3 separate regions of the Zea mays genome follow, and all the other regions are linked to region 2. Evidence: chromatin contacts called from public Hi-C data. All regions are on one chromosome and are shown on one strand. The core of a region is the stretch at or near the end of the contact, and the rest is flanking DNA. Distances in the headings are between cores, read along the strand shown. Region 1 holds the start of LOC100533130. Region 2 holds the start of LOC100280237. Region 3 holds the start of LOC100381948 (putative magnesium transporter NIPA8).

What was found. A called contact is a pair of places that touch in the nucleus more often than the background predicts.
Region 1: a Hi-C map of tassel shows a contact between it and region 2, with 2.0 times the contacts expected there. The contact joins the promoter of LOC100533130 here to the promoter of LOC100280237 in region 2. A contact is called at or near these places in 2 of 25 Hi-C or Micro-C datasets (ear and tassel).
Region 3: a Hi-C map of leaf shows a contact between it and region 2, with 4 times the contacts expected there. The contact joins the promoter of LOC100381948 here to the promoter of LOC100280237 in region 2. A contact is called at or near these places in 10 of 25 Hi-C or Micro-C datasets (bundle sheath, ear, leaf and 3 more) and 1 of 3 datasets of contacts at active chromatin or transcription factors (leaf).

Annotation. Positions count from the first base shown.
Region 1 is chr4:97,661,584-97,665,419 of Zm-B73-REFERENCE-NAM-5.0, reverse strand. It overlaps LOC100533130, which reads right to left and starts at 1,619. Exons shown (of 3, transcript NM_001365074.1): 1 at 1,416-1,619; 2 at 1,202-1,308. The coding sequence starts at 1,514. The coding sequence ends at 1,249.
Region 2 is chr4:97,984,875-97,988,865 of Zm-B73-REFERENCE-NAM-5.0, reverse strand. It overlaps LOC100280237, which reads right to left and starts at 2,710. Exons shown (of 17, transcript NM_001326369.1): 1 at 2,491-2,710; 2 at 1,111-1,275; 3 at 723-797; 4 at 511-624; 5 at 225-329; 6 at 1-127. The coding sequence starts at 1,260.
Region 3 is chr4:98,272,289-98,276,218 of Zm-B73-REFERENCE-NAM-5.0, reverse strand. LOC100381948 (putative magnesium transporter NIPA8) reads left to right here and starts at 2,113. Exons shown (of 13, transcript NM_001318214.1): 1 at 2,113-2,263; 2 at 2,572-2,934; 3 at 3,805-3,892.

The DNA of each region.
Region 1 (3,836 bases), core at 370-2,869, 320 kb after region 2:
CCAAGAAAGTACCGTAATTTATAAAAAACTAGTTTTCTCAAACGTTTATATTCTCAAATGCATGCGCATACCCCAACCCACTTGATTTCCATGCATATTGTCATTTTTACAACCCAGACGACTCCCTCTCCCATATGCAACAGATTTTATAACTTAGAAGTGATTATACCAAAGGTGCAGATCATGGATGCTCTTCTCTTATGTTGAATGCTCAGTTAAATATTTTTTTGAAATGAAACCACAGTATCACAATATGTGATTGCAAATATATTGTCTAGATTATGCTCAACATATGGAAGATATATCATTTTGAAACTTACTGACACATGGAACAGTAATTATATTGACTTTTTAAGCTGCTATCCAATCAATAATTAGCATATGCCATAATCATGACAGCAAGATGAAATGAATCCTCGGTAACTAGATTGACTTTTCAGAGATTGATTTTGTATTACTTAGTTATATTCAATCAAAGATTGCATTGGTGATCAGTACATAGGACAGCTAATGTGCCCTTCACATTTTTTTCCTGTTAGGAATGCAACAAGAACTGATAGTAGAATTGAAGTTCAACTGAGGTTTGGTGATAAGAAAACAAAGAATGACATACAAGCTACAACAGCAGTTTGTTACTCCAAAGACAGAAAATTCAGTTTCTTTATACTCCGGTCCAGGGTGCTTTGTATACAAGCCAAAGCTAAGATCTACTTCATCTTAATCCTTGCATTATCTAAGCAGTGAACCCTAAACTAGCTTGTTACAGACTTACAGTAGTTTTCTGGCTTTGATTTAATAAGCATGACTGAACCACTGTCACTGCCATAAGCAGAAGCAATTGTACTTCTACCTAGTTTTGTACAAATAATTCTTTTATTTTTCCCAACCCGTTGACAACACTAGGAATTCACATACATAACCATCATTGCCACCAATTGTTTTGTTCCCTCTTTGAGCTTGACCGAACTCTACTTCTTTATTAATTCTGGAAAAGCTCTTGTCAGATTTACGTTTTGACAAAGAGCACAAATTCCAATGTAAAATCGCTTCTCTTGGTGTGGCCGTTAATCCATAAACCCAAAAAAGAAAAAAGAAAGATGATTCTGCCATGTAGTATTGTAGTTCATCAGGAGTAGCATATCAAACATTACCAAAACAAATTAGCCTAAGCTGTCAATTTCATTTCAGGAACGAATCTTACCGATAAAGAGGCTAGCGAAGGATCGCCGATGGCGTAGATCGGCGCCGTCACTGTGTCTTCCTCCGGGGTGGTTGCTTCTCGGAAGCCAGCTTGTACATCCAGAACACCTACAGGCAGAAGGAAGAGGGGTGAGAAGTCCGGATCTGGGCGGGACAAAGCATGTACCGTGTAGACGCGAGGAACGAAAAATAAGAAAAGCGAGGGGAAAGCGCACGAGGGCCAGGACGTGGGCCGCGAGGAGGATGACGACGAAGAGCGGGACGGCATCCAGGATGCCCGAGCCAGTGGTTAGCTGCGTCTGCTGTTGCGCCATCGTCGGCGCCGTTGGGGAGAGGTCGCTGATGACGGGGGTTTCTTCTAGTTTGCACTGTTCCTTGATGCCAAGCAAAATCCTTCTGCAAAATCCTTCTAGAAAGATGGGGCTGGCCACAAGGTTTCTTTTTTAATATATTTGTCGTCACATTACTATTAAATTTTTGTTGTTTTTTCAATATTTGATTTTGTGCCTGTAACCTTTTTTTCCTGACCTCACAATTTTTTATAGAGTTAAATTCACGGTTGGCTTTCAATTTATCCATGAATGTCACTTAGGTTAGCAAACTTTAAAAAAATGTATTTCTAAGTTCTTAAACTTGTAAATGATATGCCATAAATTTCTAAAATTATAAAAATAGTAATCTATTTTTAGACCATAACAATCAATGTGGTGTGCCACTGAACAAGGTAAAGTATCTAAAAATACATTCTAATGCTTCAGAAATGTAAGTAGCATCTTGACAAAACAAGTTCAGAGGCCGGTTATACGTTTAACTCTTTTTAATATATTTATGTTATTGTTACGTTTAACTTCCTCCTATTAGTCCTAGGTTGACCAAGTTACCGGGGTAATTTATTCATGGCGCTATGGCTTAACGAGAAGCTTGTTTTTGTTTCCACTCGGTAAACGAGTAGAGTGATTCCGTTCCGCTTATGTCTATTACTAAGTAAGCGTCCGTGCGTTGTAATGAGAACATATAATACCACGATAACTTATATAAAAATATGTGTTATAAGATTTTGTAATTCATTTATAATCCTAGCCATGCATAAATTATTTATATACGCTTGTGAAACTTGGATGGAGGTAGTATTTGATTTCCTATTTACTTGTCATTCTTTCATAGTGATGTGAAACTTGGATGCATATTATAGTGATGTTTGTCAATCTGTATCTATATTTTATACTAATTTTAACTCCATGACAACACACATGCACATACATAGTTACTTCTATGTATACCCACCCATTCAATGGGTCTAAGTGACCCTAGAGTATATAAGAGTGCTAACAAAAAGAATCTGGTACATTATGGTTCAGTATAACAGCGACAAGATAGTCACAGAGAGCCCTGAGATACCTCACTCGCTAATAGAAAGATACCCCTGTATGCGAGGAGACCTGCCAACACTGGGGCTTGCACTCCTTGATCTGGTGTCCGCTGGTAAACGTGACAAAGATCATACATCCAACGGCAAATGTTTATTTTGCAAAATACCCTCCCACCTCTTCTTACCTACCTCTGCAAATTTCACAGGAAGCCCCCTAGGCGTGTTACCTGGCCCAGCAACGTGTTTCTTCTACCTTTCCTTATCGAACTGGCAGGGAAGCGTCACCACCGTTCGAGCAGGAAAGTGCAGCTCGCCGCCACTGACACGTCGTCGTCAGCTGCCATCTTTCGGGATCCACTTGCCATTTGGGTGTGTCGCTCGCTGCCACCGTCCTGGCGCCGCTCGCTGCCACCGTCCGGGCGCTGCTTGCCGCGACTGGGCGGGCACAGCTCTCCGTCATCGGACAGGCACAACATGTCGCGACTGGCTAGGCACAACGCACCACCACCTTTGTGTGCCGCGGTGCCGCCAGAGGACCTCACCTCGTCTCCAAATGCATGCCTAGAAGAAGAGTTGCAGGCGACGTCAAGTTACAGAATTTGTATGACATACACAGAGGAAATATTGAAATAATCCTGTATTCAGTTATGAATTTTGGTGTCGTTGATGTTAGCTCTGAAAACTGTAGGTCCTTGTTCATGTTGTAACTAAATATCCGCTCTGAAAATTGATATACATGTTCATGTTGTAACTGAATTTCAGTTTCCCATTGAGAAATAATAGACACAATAATATGTACTCAAGAATATAAGCTTCTAATAGTTACAATATAAGGCAGTTGTTACATGAAGGCAAATCCACCTTAGTTGAAATCAAATATTTCTAACGTGAAAGCAAAAGAACATTCTGATTTATAACTTAAACGAAAACAAAGATATAACTGTATTTTTAGAGTGTACCAATTTTCATAAAACAACATCAAAAAATGTGGAGATTGTCACGTAAGCACGGGTATAATAACCCCCAATCCTCAGTTAGCCGATTACCCCCACATGACCTGGTGTCGACTTCATCTGAATCCCTGACCGAATGCCCAATGTTTTTCAGCTCTAGGACCTACGGCATCGGCGAAACCGGTGCTTTCGAAGGATAGGGATAGGGATACCTCTCAGAGACGGTAAACACTTAAAAGCTTAAAACCTTGCTAAAGTTTTGACGGTTGAGTTTTGCTAAGATCATTGGCCTTCCTCTGCAGGAAGTCCATGAG
Region 2 (3,991 bases), core at 1,461-3,960:
GTTCAACAATGGCCTCCAAACTCTTGCCTTTATTGGAAACCGCAAAACCCTTTGCATCAAAACCACTTCCTTCACCAATTGCGGATGGTGGAAGATCTCTTATTGACTCTTCAGCAGCACCAGGTTCCTGAATGTATATAAGGAACATATGACAGCAAAATCAATAAAAGCACATCTCATGCAATGCAAAATGAATTGGTCACAAGAGATGAAAAATTGCTAACCTTGCTCCAACGACCAACACCCTGTTGTTTGGCAACTTCCTCCAACCTCAACAGCTCGGCAAGGTACGAATTTTGTTCGCCCCCCTTTGGGCCTTGCTCCTTTACCTGATTAAGCAAATAGAAGAATAATAAATCAGTAACACATCTAGTTTAGTACTACCTCTGTTCTCAAATATTTGTCGCCCGCTAGTTCATTTTTGCACTAAACCGTGACAAATAAAAAAGACGGAGGGAGTACAATAAATATGACAAATAAACTCAAATATGAAAATAGAATGGTCCCTACCCTTGCCCATCCAGCAGAAATTACTGAGTACGCAACATTCTTGTCACCTAGATAAACAGTTCCGAATTCTCGTCCAATATTAGGAGCCGTATAATCCACTCTGAATGTGACCTCCTGTAACAGCAGATTATAATTTTGCATTGTCCAAAAAAAGGAAGAATACAATGAATGATACGAGAGTTTAGAGAAGATATGAAGTTCAAATGTAGCACCTTCCCTATACAAAGCTTCCTTAGAAACTCTCTGCTTTCCCATGCAAAGGGCTCGTCAACTCCACCACGGCGAGCCTAGAACACCATGAATAAACAAGCAAAAAATAAAATCTAGAGAAATGAGTAAAATATCAAGAAGCTACAATTGAAACTGAGTACATAGTTCAAAGTGCAAAATTTAGTAACCAAGTGCAACCAAAAAATTTGAGAATTGCCCACATTCATTAATCCTCAAGCATAACCTCAGAACCTAGTAACCTAGTTTGTATAGAGCAACCCAATGACTTCCATCAATTCACAATACAAATGAAAAGTGGGAGTAAGTGAAACAACATGGAATATTGCACATTACCGACAAGGAAATTAATCAAGTGCAGATTGATCTTACCAGCCTTGGGGCCATAAGGTAGGACAGGGTGATGGACTTCTCAGGTGGGATCTCAGCTTTTGAGCTCCCCATGATTAGTAGACAATCTCCAGATGTCACAGCCTTCACCTTACCCCTGAGCCATCCTGATGCTCCTGTGTTGGATGCCATGGTACCAGCTTATACCTGCAATCAAAAAGAAAGACCGTCATTTATTAGATAGTGTAACCTATGTCTTGTTTCCTATCATATTTAGCAACTCGCATTTTGCCAATATTTGCATTTTACCTTCCATAGGTAGCTAAAGAAATGATGGAAATGGAAAATATATGGGACACTTAAGTGGAACAATCTCAGTTTTCACATAAAATGCTTCCGTTTGAAAGCAAACCAAAAAACAATTCCGCCAACCATATTTATGGTCAGAGAACACCAGTCTCCCCACTTGTCAATAATTAAAAACAACACGGCAGGAGCTATTTCACGTATCGAAAACAAAACTGAAATATCAACAGTAAGAGCAAGTTTAATAATATAACCCATAGTAAGCTTCGTCATGTTGTCATGTCACATATATCCAACTAAAAGTCTATTCATATAATAACCCTTTCATAATATAAACTAAACATTTAATACTTGCTCCATCTCTTTCTCTCACAAAGTGTCTTGCAGCCCATTTTCAGCCTACCAGTGAGCAGTCCGCTTTCTTTATCTCTGTGTTTCTCTTTTTTCCACGTCACTAAAAATCTGACATAGCATCTCTTACAGCCCGCCTATGTCACCTTATTATACTTGCTCTAATCTAAGTACCACAGATATGCGGCAGGAATGTAAAGTGCACAGGTTGACAGTCCATGACATTTTGCTTTTATGTTTTATCCTACGTAGTAATTATTCGGCACGATCAGATTTCTCTAAAGGGAAACATGCAAAAATTGCGCACGGAAGGTTTGGCCCACACATGGCCCCAAATACGTGCCAACCACCCGCCCCAGGAGTCACGCAAACCCAGACACCTTTGTACGACAAGCGCGGACAGCGCAGATCAGCAATGCGCACAGATGACGCTGAATCCAAATCTAAATTCAAAAGTGCTAAATCCAAATCTAAATCCTATACTCTGCGCCGAGCAACAGGAACAGCCATGCAGAGCTGCGACCGTACACGCGTCCGCAGATCTGGCACTGGCACAACATAAACCCGAGCGATCTCGTGGAATTCCGACCTCGGCTAGCGGGCCCCGATGGGAGCAGGCTGCACAGCGTCGAATCGACGGTGGGGCACAGCCACAGCGCATAGATCAGGGTGGGAAGCGTTCCTAAACGCCCAGATCTGCGAGGTGACGCACCCAGGCAGCCACGAAACCAAGCGTGCACATCGAATCAAGGGGCAGGAGCTAACCTGTGGCCTCGGTGGGATCGCCCCGACGCGGCGGTGACGGAGGCGTGGAACAGAGGTAGATCTGGCCGCGCGGATAAGGGACGGGCACCTCCAATCCGGCGTCCTTATATAGGCACGGGGATGGGCGCCCCTCTCGCCGGCGTGCCGACGAGGCGAGCGCGAGGGGTCGCGAGCGCGCGCGTGAGGTTTTTGGGGTGTAGCGACTGGCGAGACGACGGGCGAGGGGATGCAAGAGGGAGCTGTGGGTGCTGAAGTGTGGTGGTTTATAAGGGAGGGCGCGACGCCAGCGGCCGGTCGCCCAGACCACCAAGCGAGGTGTAAGGAAGCAGGCCTGTTTTGGCTTTGGCTGGGGTTGCCGTCCCGTCCGCGTGCTCCCGGCGCCCGCGTCATCATGGGATGGATGGGCTCGACGAGGGCCTCTCGCTCGCTGAGAATTGGGCGTGGAGTGTTGCATGGAAGACGCGAGTTCCGAACAACAGCTGCGGTTGCAGGATACTTGTTTGATTCGGTGTAAGAGATGACGCCACGTGAGGTCAATGCTTGTCCGAGCGACTTCCTTTTGCTTTCCCGTCCTGCTATCCGGCTAGGCTGACGTGTTCCCTCCTTTCTTTTGCTAAGGAGAGTGTTTGTGACAAAAGTTTACTCCGTGTCACAATGTTTAAATACTAATTATAAATATTAAATATAGTATAATTATAAAACTAATTATATAAAGAAAGAATAAACAATAAAACAAATTTATTAAGCCTAATTAATATATAATTAGCAAATATTTCTTGTACCAACAAATCATATACGAATTAGTTTTAATAAACTCATCTTACCGTTTAGAAAGAATAAACAATGAGACAAATCTATTAAGTCTAATTAATCTTGTCGGGGACCATAATTAGGGGTACCCCAAGACTCCTAATCTCAGCTGGTAACCCCATCAGCACAAAGCTGCAAAGGCCTGATGGGTGCGATTAAGTCAAGGCTCGGTCCACTCAAGGGACACGATCTCGCCTCGCCCGAGCCCAGCCTCGGGCAGGGGCAGCCGACCCCGGAGGATTCATGTCTCGCCCGAGGGCCCCCTCAAGCAACGGACACACCTTCGGCTCGCCCGAGGCCCAGTCTTCGCCGAGAAGCAACCTTGACCAGATCGCCACGCCAACCGACCGCATCGCAGGAGCATTTAATGCAAAGGTGGGCTGACACCTTATCCTGACGCACGCCCTTCAGTCGACTGAGCCGAAGTGACCGCAGTCACTTCGCCGCTCCACTGACTAGCCTGACAAGAAGACAGCGCCGCCCGCGTCGCTCCGACTGCTGTGCCACTCGACAGAGTGAGGCTGACAGCGGCCAAGTCCGGCCTCGGGCGCCATAGGAAGCTCCGCCTCGCCCGACCCCAGGGCTCAGACTCGGGCTCGGCCCCGAAAGACGACGAACTCCGCCTCGCCCGACCCCAGGGCTCGGACTCGGGCTCGGCCCCGGAAGACGACGAACTCCGCCTCGCCCGACC
Region 3 (3,930 bases), core at 864-3,363, 290 kb before region 2:
TCAAATGCTATGAATTAAGAACAAGGCAACATAAAATGTTAAATGATTTTGTCCTTCGTCCGTGAAGCATTATACCTTTTGGGATAATGGATCTTAGACGAAGGTTGATAAGCGTCTTATTACGAAGTTGAACCTTCGTAATAAACTTTCAATAAACGTTATAGAATAATGCAAAGTAAAAAAGGTAAGAATGGATAAATGATTCACAGATGCATAATATAATATTTACTTAATGTATTGAATCATAAAATACAATGATACCTATGCCTTGACAAAGGTTGTATTCCGAGAAATGCGATTGCAAAAATCAGAATGCGTGAACAGTAACGGAATACTGTTCACTATTTATAGGCACAGGACGCAGCCTGTGAGGAATTACAAGTATGCCCCTTATAAGAACTTACAACGTTGACTCAGACCTTTATGGACTAAAAGGTCATTCTATCTTTAAGTCGGTTTGTAATGCCGAAGCTCTGCGAAGAGGCACCTTCGGCTATCTTGTACGAACAGCTTCATCCGAGGATCACTTCTCTTTATAAGACCTTCGGCGACGAAGCATAGACCCAACAATTTGCAATGTGCTATGGGTATGAGAATGAAAGATAAATTTGATAAATATTGGGGACTTTGGCACACTAGCAGTGGAAATGAGAATGATCGGGGGAGAGGTAAGGGAAAAGAGAAGGAGAACCTTAACTTGCTGATTTTTGTTGCTGGCTGTCTTGATCCAAGATATAAGTTATCTATGTATACAAAGATCACAGTCGAAGAGATATTTGGTGAGGCAAGGGGACAATTAGTTTGGGAAGCAATTAAAACTTGTGTTCATGAGTTGTTTGATGAATATAGAAAGATATATGCTCCAAGTGAGGAGACAACTGATATAAGTGATCCAATAGCGACACAAGGAGGTAGAGGAGGCAAACTGAAAGAAGTTATTGCTAAGAGGATGAAGTTGGGACATGGGTCAAGCATCAATTCTAAGTCTGAACTTGACAAATATCTTTCTGAAGAAACTGAAGATACAGAAATGAAGATTGATCTTTTAGTATGGTGGAAGGCCTCCGAGCAAAGGTTTCCAGTTCTCTCTCGCTTGGCTCGTGATGTGCTTGCTATACCTATTTCAACAGTAGCTTCAGAATCTGCATTTAGCACAAGTGGACGTATTCTAGATGACTTTCGAAGCTCTCTTACTCCATTCATGCTTGAAGCACTAGTATGTACACAAGATTGGCTTAGATGGTCTGTACCTGTGGACATCATAGAGAATATTGAGGAATTAACGATGCTAGAAAAAGGTACAAGTACAACCTTTCTTCATTTATTTATTTTTCTTCATTATTTCACTGCTCACTTCAAATTTGACTTGTTGCAGAATTATTGGAAGAATTTGGTGCCAAAGGGAAGGGGAAAGAACAAGCTTCCACTTCAGTTTCACATGCAACAGCAACAGGAAGCAATTCACTGGAACATGGAATATCCAAGTCCTAAGCATTGCTTAATTGTGTCATGCTTCTTCTACTTTGTCTTCTGTTCACTACTTCACTCATTTGGAAACCATATGCTGCTGTCACGTGCTAGAATTTTAGTCTGTAATGTTGTCCAATTGGACTGAATTGACTCTGGTATAATGTTTTCCAGTTGGACTTGGACTGCTGTAATGTTGGCACGTTGCTGTAATACTGTCCAGTTGGACATGGACTGAACGTGTGATGTTTTGGGGGGCTGTATTCTGAGCAGAAATGATGTCAAAACTGCTGTAAAATGTGCTGCCATATTGTTCGGTCTGAGTATTAATATGCATGAGCTGCTCCTGTCTTGCTAAATTGTTGCGTGTATTGAATGGGTTATGGATATGACTGTATGCTTGCAGTCTTGCACTGATTTTTTGTTGTTTCGTTGGAAGATTACATGGTTTGGTGTGCACTGAAATTGGGTAAAATGGGTTACCCGATACCCAAACCCGAATTTTTGGGTACCCGAAATGTTGGGTACCCGTAATTTTGGATATAATTTCAGGTACCATTTTTAGAAACCCGAATTATAAAAAACCCGAATAACCCGACCCGAAACTTCGGGTAATCCCGAACGCCCAGGGCTAGCTCTATCTCCCTCCCGAGATCTCCTCCCTTCCCCCCCTTCTTCTCTCCCTTGCCGACGATTACGCCAGGTGCCCAGGTCTTCTTCGGGCCGAGGTCGCTGCCGCCATACACTTGGTGCCCAGGTCTTCTCCGGGCCCTTCGCCAGCGTCGAGCAGCACCAGGTACGTCAGTATGTGCACCCCTTGGTTTCCCATTCCTGCTGTGCGAAACCGAGCACCCAAACCCTAACTTGCTACTTGTATTGGGATCTGATCTGATTACAAGTGTACATGCATGTATTATGCATACGGACTTCGTTTATTTCGCAAAAATTATCTGGGCCCGCCCTTGAGGGTACATCCTCTTTGAATGCCTTGCCAACGGCGCCCTCTCCTTGAATGCCTCATGGAATGGTCCTATATTCAAATAACCAATGGTGTTCATCCCGGTTGTGTGTCTGATTGGAATGACATTTATGCCTTTTTTGCAGGCTGAGCTCCACAGTGGTTCTTGGAGAGGTCTGTGATAGACTACTAGGCTGAATACCTCATGGAATCTTGGAGAGAAAAGGGGATCTTGGAGAGGTTTGTGACACACTACTGTGGTGAATAGACCTATGCAGAAGAGAAAAAGGGAAAGAGAGAATGTTCTCAATGAATTGAAGTCCCTATGTCAAAAACAAGAGCAAGGAGCTGTTGTACAAGTGGCTTGTGGAAGGAGCATATCATATATTTGTAGGAGATAACTTTACACTTGATTCATGGGCGACTGGATTATAGGGGCGTTGATAAACATCGTGGGGAGTGTTGGCATAAACTTTGGTACCAACCTTCTGAAGTTGGGCCATGATCAGGTAGACATTACATGTTTCTGATTTGTGCTCCTTGTCCCTACTTCTAATATACTTCATATATGTATTCCAGTCAAAAGATCAAGGAGAGCATACATGTGGGTGCCCTAGTCTGACCCATTTAGTTAGCTGAGGGTGAAAACATCTTTCTTTAGTTTAAGGGGGTGTTTGAAAGCACTAGAGCTAATAGTTAGCTACTAAAATTAGCTGAAGACATCCAAACAATCTAGCTAATAGTTCAATTATTACCTACTTTTAGTAAATTAGCTAGCTAATTTTACTAGCAATTTTTAGCCAACTAACTGTTAGCTTTAGGGAATTCACCCCCCCCCCCCCCTAAATCCATGTTTTCATTACAAAAAAACAGGAAGAATGAACCCTAGTAACACCCTTTTTTGGTTACCAGATGACCTGGCCATTTCATCTAGAGCCTTCATCATGAGAAAATGTTGCGTTAACTGATTAGGCTATTGACTGCCTAGTTAGCTATTTCTGGTGCTCTTGAAGGTGTTGTAAGCAATAAATTATGCATTTGATGACAACTCTTGGACAGCATGTCAAATATAGCTTGATTCCCGAGGCCAGTTTTTGTAACTTTGTAGGTAACATCTGCTGCAGTACTGGAGCATTGTCTACTTAGTTCCTAATATCCTTTGAAATTAATGTGATCGTAGTTATCTTTACGTGCGGACTATGAAAAAAAGAAAACCAAGTTATGACTATGAGAAATTGGGTGATAAATAAGGAAAAAACCAGCCCCCAATGTCATGTTGAAGAGATCTAGCACTTGCACTAGGCTCAATTCCCTATGTGTGAATATGATGTTGTTTTACGTTGGAAGATGAATAAAAATGTGTTCGTTTTATTTGGCAGAGAGAAAAGCTTTCCTTAATTAACAACAGCGAGGGAAATGAAAAATTCGTTCCAAAGTCTGTAATGCATTTCCAGACTTGGAGAATAGGTAACCCTGTCTGCTAGAATTTATTTACTAATTTTAGA